Regions from separate parts of the Sus scrofa genome. Here region 1 is linked to region 2. A link is a contact called in public HiChIP or PLAC-seq data. All regions are on one chromosome and are shown on one strand. Each heading gives the region's core, a stretch centred on a gene start, on an enhancer-like site or on the middle of the called end of the contact. The rest is flanking DNA. Distances are from core to core; before and after follow the strand shown. Region 1 holds the start of ELOVL7 (elongation of very long chain fatty acids protein 7). Region 2 holds the start of DEPDC1B (DEP domain-containing protein 1B).

Region 1 (4,805 bases), core at 2,194-4,693, 120 kb before region 2:
TTAAATCTCAGGCCAATGATCTACCTGTGAGCCAAATCCCATCCCTCTCACATACCTAAGGACATCCCTACAACAGTTTTCCTTCCTTTCCAACATTATCAGTTTTTCCTCCTCTACTAAATTTTTTCGAAGTATGCAAACATGGAGTTCCCATCACGGCTCAGTGGTTAATGACCCCGACTAGTACCCATGAGGACACAGGTTTGATCCCTGGCCTCGCTCTGTGGGTTAAGGATACCATGTTGCTCGGATCTGGCATTGCTGCAGCTGTGGTGTAGGCTGGCAGCTACAACTCAGATTCAACCCCTAACTTGAGAAACTCCATATGCTGCGGGTGCAGTCCTAAAAAGACAATTAATTAATTAATTAATTTAAAAAATGCTGAGCCACAACAGGAACTCCCTGGAGGTATCCTTGACTTTTTTTTTTTTTTTTTTTTTTTTTTTTTTTTTTTTTTTGTAAATCTCTTTCATACCACATATCAGATCCTTGGGAAATCCTGTTGATATTCCCTTCAGAACATAGTTTTAAATTTTGACCTCCTCTCACCACTACCAATCAACCTGGTCCAAGCTACTTATATCTTCCATCTGGATGTTTTAAGAACCCTCTAGGGAGTTCCTTTTGTAGCTCAGTGGTAAAGAACCCAACTAGTATCCAGGAGGACATGGTTTCAATCCTTTGATCCCTGGCCTTGCTCAGTGGGTTAAAGGATCCAGTGTTGGCATGAAATGTGGTGTAGATGCAGCTCAGACCTGCTGTTGCTGTGGCTGTAGCTGTGGCATAAGCCAGTGGCTATGGCTCTAGCCTGGAAACTTGCATTTGTCCAGGTGTGGCCCTAAAAAGACCAAAAAAAAAAAAAAAAAAAAGAGTCTTCTAATCATCTACCTGCTTCTACCTTTCCCATTCCACACTCATCTTACTTTTAAGAAAGATGCCAGGGTATTTTTTTTTTTTAATTTTTCAGTTAAATGATGTCACTTTTGTACCCAAAATGCTTCCCTTAACTCTCTGACCTCACTTATTACTACTGTCCTCACTCCTTCCAATTCAACCACTCTGGCCTCCTTGCTATTGGGTGCCTGTGATCATCCAGGGCATGCTTATGCCCTCCACCTTACAGTTCCCACTGACTAGAATGCTGTCACCCAGAGAGACACATAGGCTTGCCACTTCATTGTTTTACAATTTTGGCACAAATGCTACTTTAATATTGCAGCTCCCCATCTCCAAAAGCCCCATTCCTTCCACTTCTTTATCTTCATAGTTCTTATCACAACATGAACACTTGTATTTTACTTGTTTATTCATCTGTGATCTGTTATCCCCAGCTAGAAGGAAGGTACACTCCACAAGAACAGAGGATTTTGGAGTTTCCCTTGTGGCTCAGTGGAAATGAACCTGACTAGCATCCATGAGGACACAGGTTCGATCCCTGGCCTTGCTCAGTGGGTTAAGGATCCCAAGTTGCTGTGGCTGTGGCGTAGGCTGGCGGCTACAGCTCCAATTAGACCCCTAGTCTGGGAACCTCCATATGCCAGAGGTGCAGTGCTAAAAAAAAGACAAAACAACAACAACAACAAACAAAAAAAACAAACCCAGAGGATTTTTTTTGTTGTTGTTTTTTTATATGTTGAATCTTCAGAGCCTAGAACATATATGTGTTAGGTGAATGAATCCATTCAGAGCTGATCCAAATTCGGCTTCCAGCTGGCGTTGGGTCTAACTTCCATTTCATTTTAGATAATGAGATAATCTTCTGAATCCATAAGACCTCTTTCGTACTTGAAATTTCACAACTACATATAGATAGGTATTAGCAGACACAAATATTGTTTTTTTTTTTTTTTTTTTTTTTTTTTGGTGTTTTTCCCTTTTCTAGGGCCGCTCCCTTGGCATATAGCGATTCCTAGGCTAGGGGTCTAATCAGAGCCATAGCCGCCGGCCTACGCCAGAGCCACAGCAACACGGGATCCTCAACCCACTGAGGAAGGCCAGGGATTGAACCCAAAACCTCATGGTTCCTAGTCAGATTCGTTAACCACTGTGCCACGATGGGAATTCCCAGACACAAATATTGTTAAGCAATTGTCTCTAGTTTTCCACATCTACTAAATGAATAATACATTTACATAATTTTTATTATGAAAGCAAAGTTTATCTAAAAGGAAAGAGAAATCTTTGGTTTCCCTCAAGCTGGGATTTTCTTAAATTTAAGCTTTCGTGTTTTTTGCTTTTTCCTCAGTGGCCACTATGGGGGCTCTCCAAGGTTTGTGTAAAGCATTTAAAATCTCATATTGGTTCCTTGGAGGCCTAGCAGTTTTGGATAGGCATTGTCACTACTGTGGTGGAGGTCAGTCCCTGGCCTGGGAACTTTTGTATGCCACGGGTGCAGCCCACAACACAGCAACAACAGCAACAACAAAATAAAAACTCTGTTGACTACCTAGAATTAGGTGGTGGAAAGCAACACCTGCATGTGAGGAAAACAGCTTGTGGCTCATTAAGTGTTCTCTTTACCCTCCCTCCTGGATTATCCGGATCTTTTTGTTCTGATCCAGGCTTAAAAGTCACAGGTCACATTAATGAGGTGCACTGGTTAGGGATTGCAACCCCTCACGTTATTTTTCACTTTTCTAGAAACAGCTCAAATCTAGTTCTTGGTTTTTGCCTCCTGGGCAAATAACTTCTTGGGACTCTTGTTTTGTCTTCCAGCTATTGATGCCAGGGTTCCAAAACATGACAGCGATTTGGAGGATCATGATCAGACACAAAGCCAAGTCAGTTAAAAAATAATGGAGCGCGCATAACGCCTAACATTCATCCTCCCCACAACTCAGCCCAAGAGTGGATAAGGAGACATCAACGTGCCAGATTTTGTTTGCTGCAGCAGCTGCCGTTACTAACCAGAGCAAAAAAGTTAACTTAGATTATATACAATTTGCTCTTCATTGCTCTAAAAGTCCCCTTCGCTCCGCAATATTTGCGGCAATTCTCCAGTTTTTAATAAGCAGAGGACGGAGCTGATCCAAATTACGCTTACAGCCGCTGTTGGGTCTGACCTCCATTTTAGATAATGAGTTAACCTTCTGAATAGCCTTTTCAGGACCAAGAACCTCTTTTTTCTCGCTCTCCCCCACCGGCCTCAGATTTTTCTACAACTCAATCCTGAGTCATGCATGACGACAGTTTTCACACTATGTTAAGGCTCGAGATGACCTGAGGTGATAGCATTTGTGCTCAGAAGGCAATGTAATTACTCCAGAGGCCAGAACGGATCTCTCCAATCGGTCTTGGGTCCCCTGTCCCAGCCGCGCACCGAGTCACAGGGCTTCCAGCTAGGCGGAGGTGGGGCAACCGAGGCCGCGCGCTCTTCCCGGCCGCTCCCTCCCGGCGGGCGGCGGGCTCCTCCCCGCGGCCCTCGCGGGTACCTGGCTGCAGAGGCGGCGGGCGGGCGGGCAGGGGGCGGCGCTGCGTGGCGTCACGCGGCGGGGTGGGAGAGCGGGCAGGTGACACCCCGGCGGCCTCCGCCTCTTTTCCAGCTTGGTCTGCGGCCGGGGCAGCAGGGGCCGCTGTGAGGAGCTCCAAGCTCGCGCCGCAGCCCGCCGCCGCCCTCTGCTCCCGTGTCCGGGGATTCGGCTCCACTCTCCGCCGGGTGAGTACGGGGCTCCCAGTAGGTGGTTTGGGGCCGAACTTTTCCGGGTCGGAGAGGCGATGGAAGGAGAGAGACCCCGGGGGCTGGGATTCGGGGGTGGCCGGGTGAAAAGAACTCGGGCGCGGCGCGCGAGGAGCGAGATCCGGGTCCCGAAGACTGGAGAGCCCGGCCAGGCCCTGTCTGGACTCTGGGGGGCGCTTCTCAAGTGCCCGCCGCACCGACTGCGGGTTCCCCGGGCTGGGGCCCTTCCCGCTGGAGGGCGGGGCCGCCGCGCTCACCTGCGCCCTCCGGGGGAGACCCCGCGGATCCCAGCATCCCAAGGGGACGGCGGTCCCAGCCGCCCCGGGGCTTTGAGCCTCCAGCGAGCGCTCCCTTGGGATGCGGCCCTGCTGTTCCGGGTGGGAGGGCAAAGGTGCTCGCCTGTGGGACTGAGAGAGGGACCTGCTCGACCTTGACCGTCGGGGTCACTTTCCCAGCTCTGGGATCTGGCCTCGCTCGCCATCCCTCCAAATCCCCAAGCCCCTTTCTTTCTGTTACTTTTTTTTCTGGGGCGCTTTTGTGTCCTCAAGGCTGGAATGAACTTGGGGCGCTGCTCTTGCAGCGGGGCGCTGTCTCTGGCTTCTCGAACTGCATCCTGTCCCGGCGGCGGCCGCTTGAGAGTGATGAGTACAGAGCGGTAGAGCAGGTCGTGCCGGAGATGGAAATCGGAAAGCCTGTTGTTTCATCTCCCAAGGTATCGGTGGTTAGGAAATGGGCCTTACCCCCTAATCAGCCAGCGCTGATTCAAACTTACCGGATGCCGAGAGAGCGCTCTTTCGTGCTCCCTGGGGGGGAAGCTGGGACAGGAAGGATTTGGTGTCTACTCTGTCCAGCTCGCTGTGTGGTTGGGAAAACAAGTCCCACACCGACTGAAGAATAGTTTTGGCGAGCCAAGCCTTTTTCCTCTTGCTAAGATATCCCCTCGAAAAGCGTTTTCACTTAACCCTATACTCGCAGGTTACTCTTTATGGACTCCTCGCTTTTAACTGCTGTGAAAGAGTCGTGAATATACTTTGTGGTTGCCTCTGCCTTCTTATCAATCACTTACTTGTTAATTCTCTTACTTTGTAGTTTCTGCTCCTACTGCTGGCCAGAAATTGTTGCCCCATCA
Region 2 (5,066 bases), core at 1,694-4,193:
TTCGATTTTACCTGATAAATTAAAAAATGTTTACATTAAAACAGATATATCATACATTAAAAATTTTTTATTGAGTATTTTCTATGTATCAGATACGGTTGGGCTTCCCTTGTGGCTCACAACGTAACTGCAGGGCATCGCTTCTACAGTGGCTGTGGCTTGACCCCTGGCTTGGGAACTTCCATGTGCTGCAGGTGTGGCCAATTTTTTTTTTTTTTTTTTTTTTTTTTTTTTTTTTAAGATACTGTTCTTAAAATTGGGTTACAGTGGGAAACAAGAGTCCCTGATCTCATGGGTGTATAATCTGGACAGAGCAAAGGTTCACAGCTGGATCAGGGCCAGTACTTTTTTTATTCTGCTGAAATAAAATTCATAAATGGCCATGCATACATATATACCTACACGTAATGAAAATTAACACAATATTCTTTTGTGCAAAGTAAAATTTAAAGGAAGTAATTTATAATAAAACAATATTCATTTCAAAGTTTAACTAAATATCAGAGTTTTCAGTGGGTTAAGGATCCAATGTAGTCAATGCAGCAGCTCGGGTGGCTGCTGTGGCATGAGTTAGATCCTTGGGCTGGAAACTTTTCTGCATGCCACAGGGGTGGCCAACATTTTTTTTTTTGTGTGTCTTTTGTCTTTTTTAGGGCCACACCACGGCATATGGAGGTTCCCAGGCTAGGGGTCGAATCGGAGCTGTAGCCACAGGCCTACGCCAGAGCCACAGCAACGCGGGATCCGAGCCGCGTCCGCAACCTACACCACAGCTCACGGCAACGCCGGATCGTTAACCCACTGAGCAAGGGCAGGGACCGAACCCGAACCTCTGGTTCCTAGTCGGATTCGTTAACCACTGCGCCACGACGGGAACTCCCCAATTTTTTTTTTAAATAAATACCTAAGCATGATTACATCAGAAAGAAATAATGAAATAGGCAAGTACTTACATCTTCTTATAAAAATTAATTTGGCTTAAAGAGAAGTAAAGATAAAGCCAACTAAATATTGTTGTAATTTTCCCTTATATTTGGTATTTTGAAATAAGGACTAAGTAAGTATATAGCATCTTTATTTATAATTTCCATGAACTGAGCAGTTACAGATACAGAATGACCCAAATATGTTTTAAACATCACAAACTGCACTGCCATCATTGATGATCTTGTGACATGGTGAAAAACTTTTAGTACAGTCCCAAACGAGACAGAGTATGATATTCCTGGAAACTTCAGTGTGCATTCAAACTGGCCCAAACTATTCTTTTTTTTTTTTTTTTTTTTCTTTTTTGTCTTTTGTCTTTTTAGGGCCACACCCCGTTGCATATGGAGGTTCCCAGGCTAGGGGTCAAATTGGAGCTTTAGCTGCTAGCCTACACCACAGCCACAGCAACTCAGGATCTGAGCCTAGTCTGTGACCTACACCACAACTCAGGGCAACACTGGATCCTAACCCACTGATTAAGGCCAGGGATCGAACCTGCGTCCTCATGGATACTAGTCAGTTTTGTCAACCACTGAGCCACAACAGGAACTCCTGGCTCAAACTATTCTTTATTTTACACGTAAAACAGAGTTAGGTTCTAGGCTCAGATAATTACAAACAGGTTTTTCACTTACCTGAGTATCCAATGGACACTAAAAATCACACAGAACATGGGCCAATTGTAGGTTGTGTGCCCTGACTTAAGAATCAGAGGATATCTCTCCCCTAGTCTCTACCCCCAAAATACCAGTGTGGCCCTCCTCTCTTTTTGAAAACCAGAAAACCTAACAAATGCCCCAAATGCTCCCAGAAGCTGGAGCTCCTTCATTTGATAACCATTATCCTAGAGGTAGAAGATAAAAAAAATAAGTAAATATATTTAAGTGCTCAGAAGGAAATAAAATGGTGCAAGAGTGTGTGAGTGTGTGTGTGTGTGTGTGTGTGTGTGTGTGTGGCTTTTCTATACAGGAAGGTCGAGGAAGGCTTTTCTAAAGTTGGCAGCATATGATTTGAGACCTGAATGGTGAGAGACGGCCTTGCAAAGTACTGGGGCAAGAATGTTCCTGGCGGGGGAAGCCAGCAAAGACTGTGAGGTGAGAACCCAAAGAGGATCATCATGTTGCCTAGGGCAAGAGACAGAAAGCACTGATATTTTAGGGCAGAGAGAGGGTGAGAAATTTCTCAGTTATTTTTATGTGATGCTGAAAAGCTGGTAGATGATCAGCTGCCCAGTTTAAACTACATTCACAAAGACTGTCTCAGTGGCCTCTGATATGTGGATTATTGGGAGATATGCCTTTCCAGTAAAAGGAATTATATTTATTGTCTACGGTTCATGACAGACTCTTCAGAAAATGCTCAGGAAGCAGGGCATAATGTTTTCTTCCCTCCTTTTTTTTTTTTTTTTTTGTCTTTTCTAGGGCCGCGCCCATGGCATATGGAGGTTCCCATGCTAGGGGTCTAATTGGAGCTACATCTGCTGGCCTAAGCCACAGCCACAGCAACTCCAGATCAGAGCCATGTCTAAGACCTACACCACAGCTCACAGCAACACCAGATCCTTAACCCACTGAGCGAGGCCAGGGATTGAACCCACAACCTCATGGTTCTAGTTGGATTCGTTAACCACTGAGTCACAACGGGAACTCCCCTTCCTTCCTTCCTTTCTTGTCATTTTGTCTTTCTAGGGCCACACCCATGGCATATAGAGGTTCCCAGGCTAGGTGCCCAATTGGAGCTACAGCTGCTGGCCTACACCAGAGCCACTGAAACAGGGGATCTGACAGCATCTTTGACCTACACCACAGCTCAGGGCATCTCAGGATCCTTAACCCACTGATGGAGGTCAGGGATGGAATTTGTGTCCTCATGGCTGCTAGATTTGTTTCCTCTGAGCCACGTGGAAGATGGGAACTCCTGTATTGCCTTTTCTGATTACAAAAGTAATATATATGTATCATCTCAGGAATTTTGAGGGCTTTCTAAAATGCAGCTGAGGACATACCTAAAGCAGCAAAGGGAGGAAGAGTATTAACAGAGGGTGGGAGTCTGATCCTTTGCTCTTTCTCATGATATTGCATCCTGAATACTCGCTCAGGTGACCAGATTTGAATTTTGAACTCTAGTAGTAGGTATAGAGTGGTGACTTCATTTGTCCCTTTAAACAATTGCAAATTAGACAATCAATTCCTAGCGGGAAAATTCTAAGCAGCAAAAAAAAAAGGCTCACAGCCCTGTGGCAAAAGACTGAAAATTTCAGTCCAGTCCAAAAAAACAAAGAAAAATTCCAGGGAAAGATGAGTCTACCAAAAAAAAAAAAAAAAAAACAAAAAACAAAAAACCCCACAAAAAACACACAAAAAACAAACAACAACAACAACAACAAAAAACTACACAGGAAGCTGAATCGGGCTCTTTCCCAGCTCTTTAGTGTTCTAATTCGCTGTCGACACTCCCTGTGGCCAAGTGCTCTTATCTAGCTTTTTCAAGCGTTCCTCCATTTGAAGAGTCTGTCCACTCGCCTCATTTCACCACCTGCTTCTCCCAATCTCAGTTGCACCGCCAGGTTCACGGTGCACTTGGAAGGGTGGACAGGAATTTATCTATTCAGTGCGGCTCGGCTTCGGTCACTGAATTACACAGGTCCATCGATCCTTCGTGCGGAGACTGCCTGCGACTGGGTGCGGGGGCTCCTCCACTGTAGCTGTGAGCCTAATGATCGCAAGCCTGCGGGAGGTCTCCGAGGAGACGCCCACCTCCCGCTCCCTGGGTTACCGGCGGTCCCGCCCCTCAGTTCCCGTCACGTGCCGCCGCGCCGCCCAATCAGCGCCCGAAGCGCGCACGCTCAGGATTCAAACTGCGGCGCCTGGGGCTTTCGGGGATTCCACTTGGTGCGGCTGCAGCCCCGGCTGCATGAGGGCCATGGAGCACCGCATCGTGGGGCCTGGGCCATACCGGGCCACCAAGCTGGTGAGTATACGTGCGGGAGTCTGGGCGGAGCCTCCGGCTCCGCGATCTCTGGCCTGACTGCCAACCGCGTACTCAGTCCTAGCTTCTTCAGGGCAGGCCAGGCCTACCTAGGTCTGGGGGCGGAGGTGTTTCAGGTCCGCGGCGGTGTTCCTGGCAGATGCCCAAAGAAAGGCTAACCAGCCGGCCCCCTCCTGTCGGGGGGAGGGGGCAGCTTTAATCCCGAGAAATTGGCTGGGTTGTCGCCAATCAACGGCTTCTCCCAATTTAAAGCTCCGGGAAAACAAGGGTGACACTCCCGCTCCCTTCTCCTTGCCCTCCGGAGTCCAGCGCCTCCAGCTGGGAGAGGAAAGGCCCAGTCCGTGACTTTAGGGCCACCCACCTCCTGTAACTCTCACCCTTCGCTGAAGTCCTGGCAGGGCGTGTATCCGTCCTGAGTGCCAATTGTGGTGACACTTGAGGTTCTAACGGTGCCCACAATATAAGAGAATCGCCCTGGCAGTTTCCGGCTCCTGACGTTTCTGTTTTTGTCAGCACCCACCTTAAAGAGGGGTGTGGCCCCGGACTGGTGGTTTTAAAGAGCCTTTGCTGACCCTGATGGCCATGGTTGCTGCCTTTTTTCCTGGGTGAAGATATTTGGTAATCACAGTTCTGAGGCATACTTCCTATCTTTGTGACCTGGAGCTTTTGTGATTTTAGCGATTTCCGTTTCAACGGATTACGTGGTGGAATAAGTGGTGATAATTTGATAATGTCCCTGGCTGGTTACAGATGACTTTCTGTGAAAGCTTAATGGTGATTTGGGAGGAAGGGACTGCTCTCCTTGGTCTTCACCTCTTCTGGCGACAGCTGACTTTGGAATTAGGCTCATTGTTCTATGCAGCCTAGTGGATTTCCAGAAAGAGTGAGAACAGGATAGGAGGAGTTTTTGCACTCTTTGCAAACATTCTGCTACAGACACCCATAATGATTCATTCATTAAAAAAAAATTTCAACACCTAAATTCAGGTTTTCCTTGGGGCTGTTGTCTAAAAGGTATGGATGGTGGTTGCAGGGAGTGAACAGTTTTTTCTTCTTTTTTTTTAATAGTGTTTCTTATTTATGGTATTTAT

Evidence for each region. HiChIP or PLAC-seq counts read pairs in DNA pulled down with a chosen protein or histone mark.
Region 1: an H3K27ac HiChIP or PLAC-seq map of alveolar macrophages shows a contact between it and region 2. The contact joins the promoter of ELOVL7 here to the promoter of DEPDC1B in region 2. A contact is called at or near these places in 1 of 5 promoter capture datasets (liver), 8 of 47 Hi-C or Micro-C datasets (blood, embryonic fibroblasts, fetal heart ventricle and 4 more) and 1 of 2 datasets of contacts at active chromatin or transcription factors (alveolar macrophages).

What each region holds. Positions count from the first base shown.
Region 1 is chr16:39,678,911-39,683,715 of Sscrofa11.1, reverse strand. ELOVL7 (elongation of very long chain fatty acids protein 7) reads left to right here and starts at 3,443. Exons shown (of 8, transcript XM_021077108.1): 1 at 3,443-3,655.
Region 2 is chr16:39,556,622-39,561,687 of Sscrofa11.1, reverse strand. DEPDC1B (DEP domain-containing protein 1B) reads left to right here and starts at 2,943. Exons shown (of 11, transcript XM_003133987.6): 1 at 2,943-3,957. The coding sequence starts at 3,703.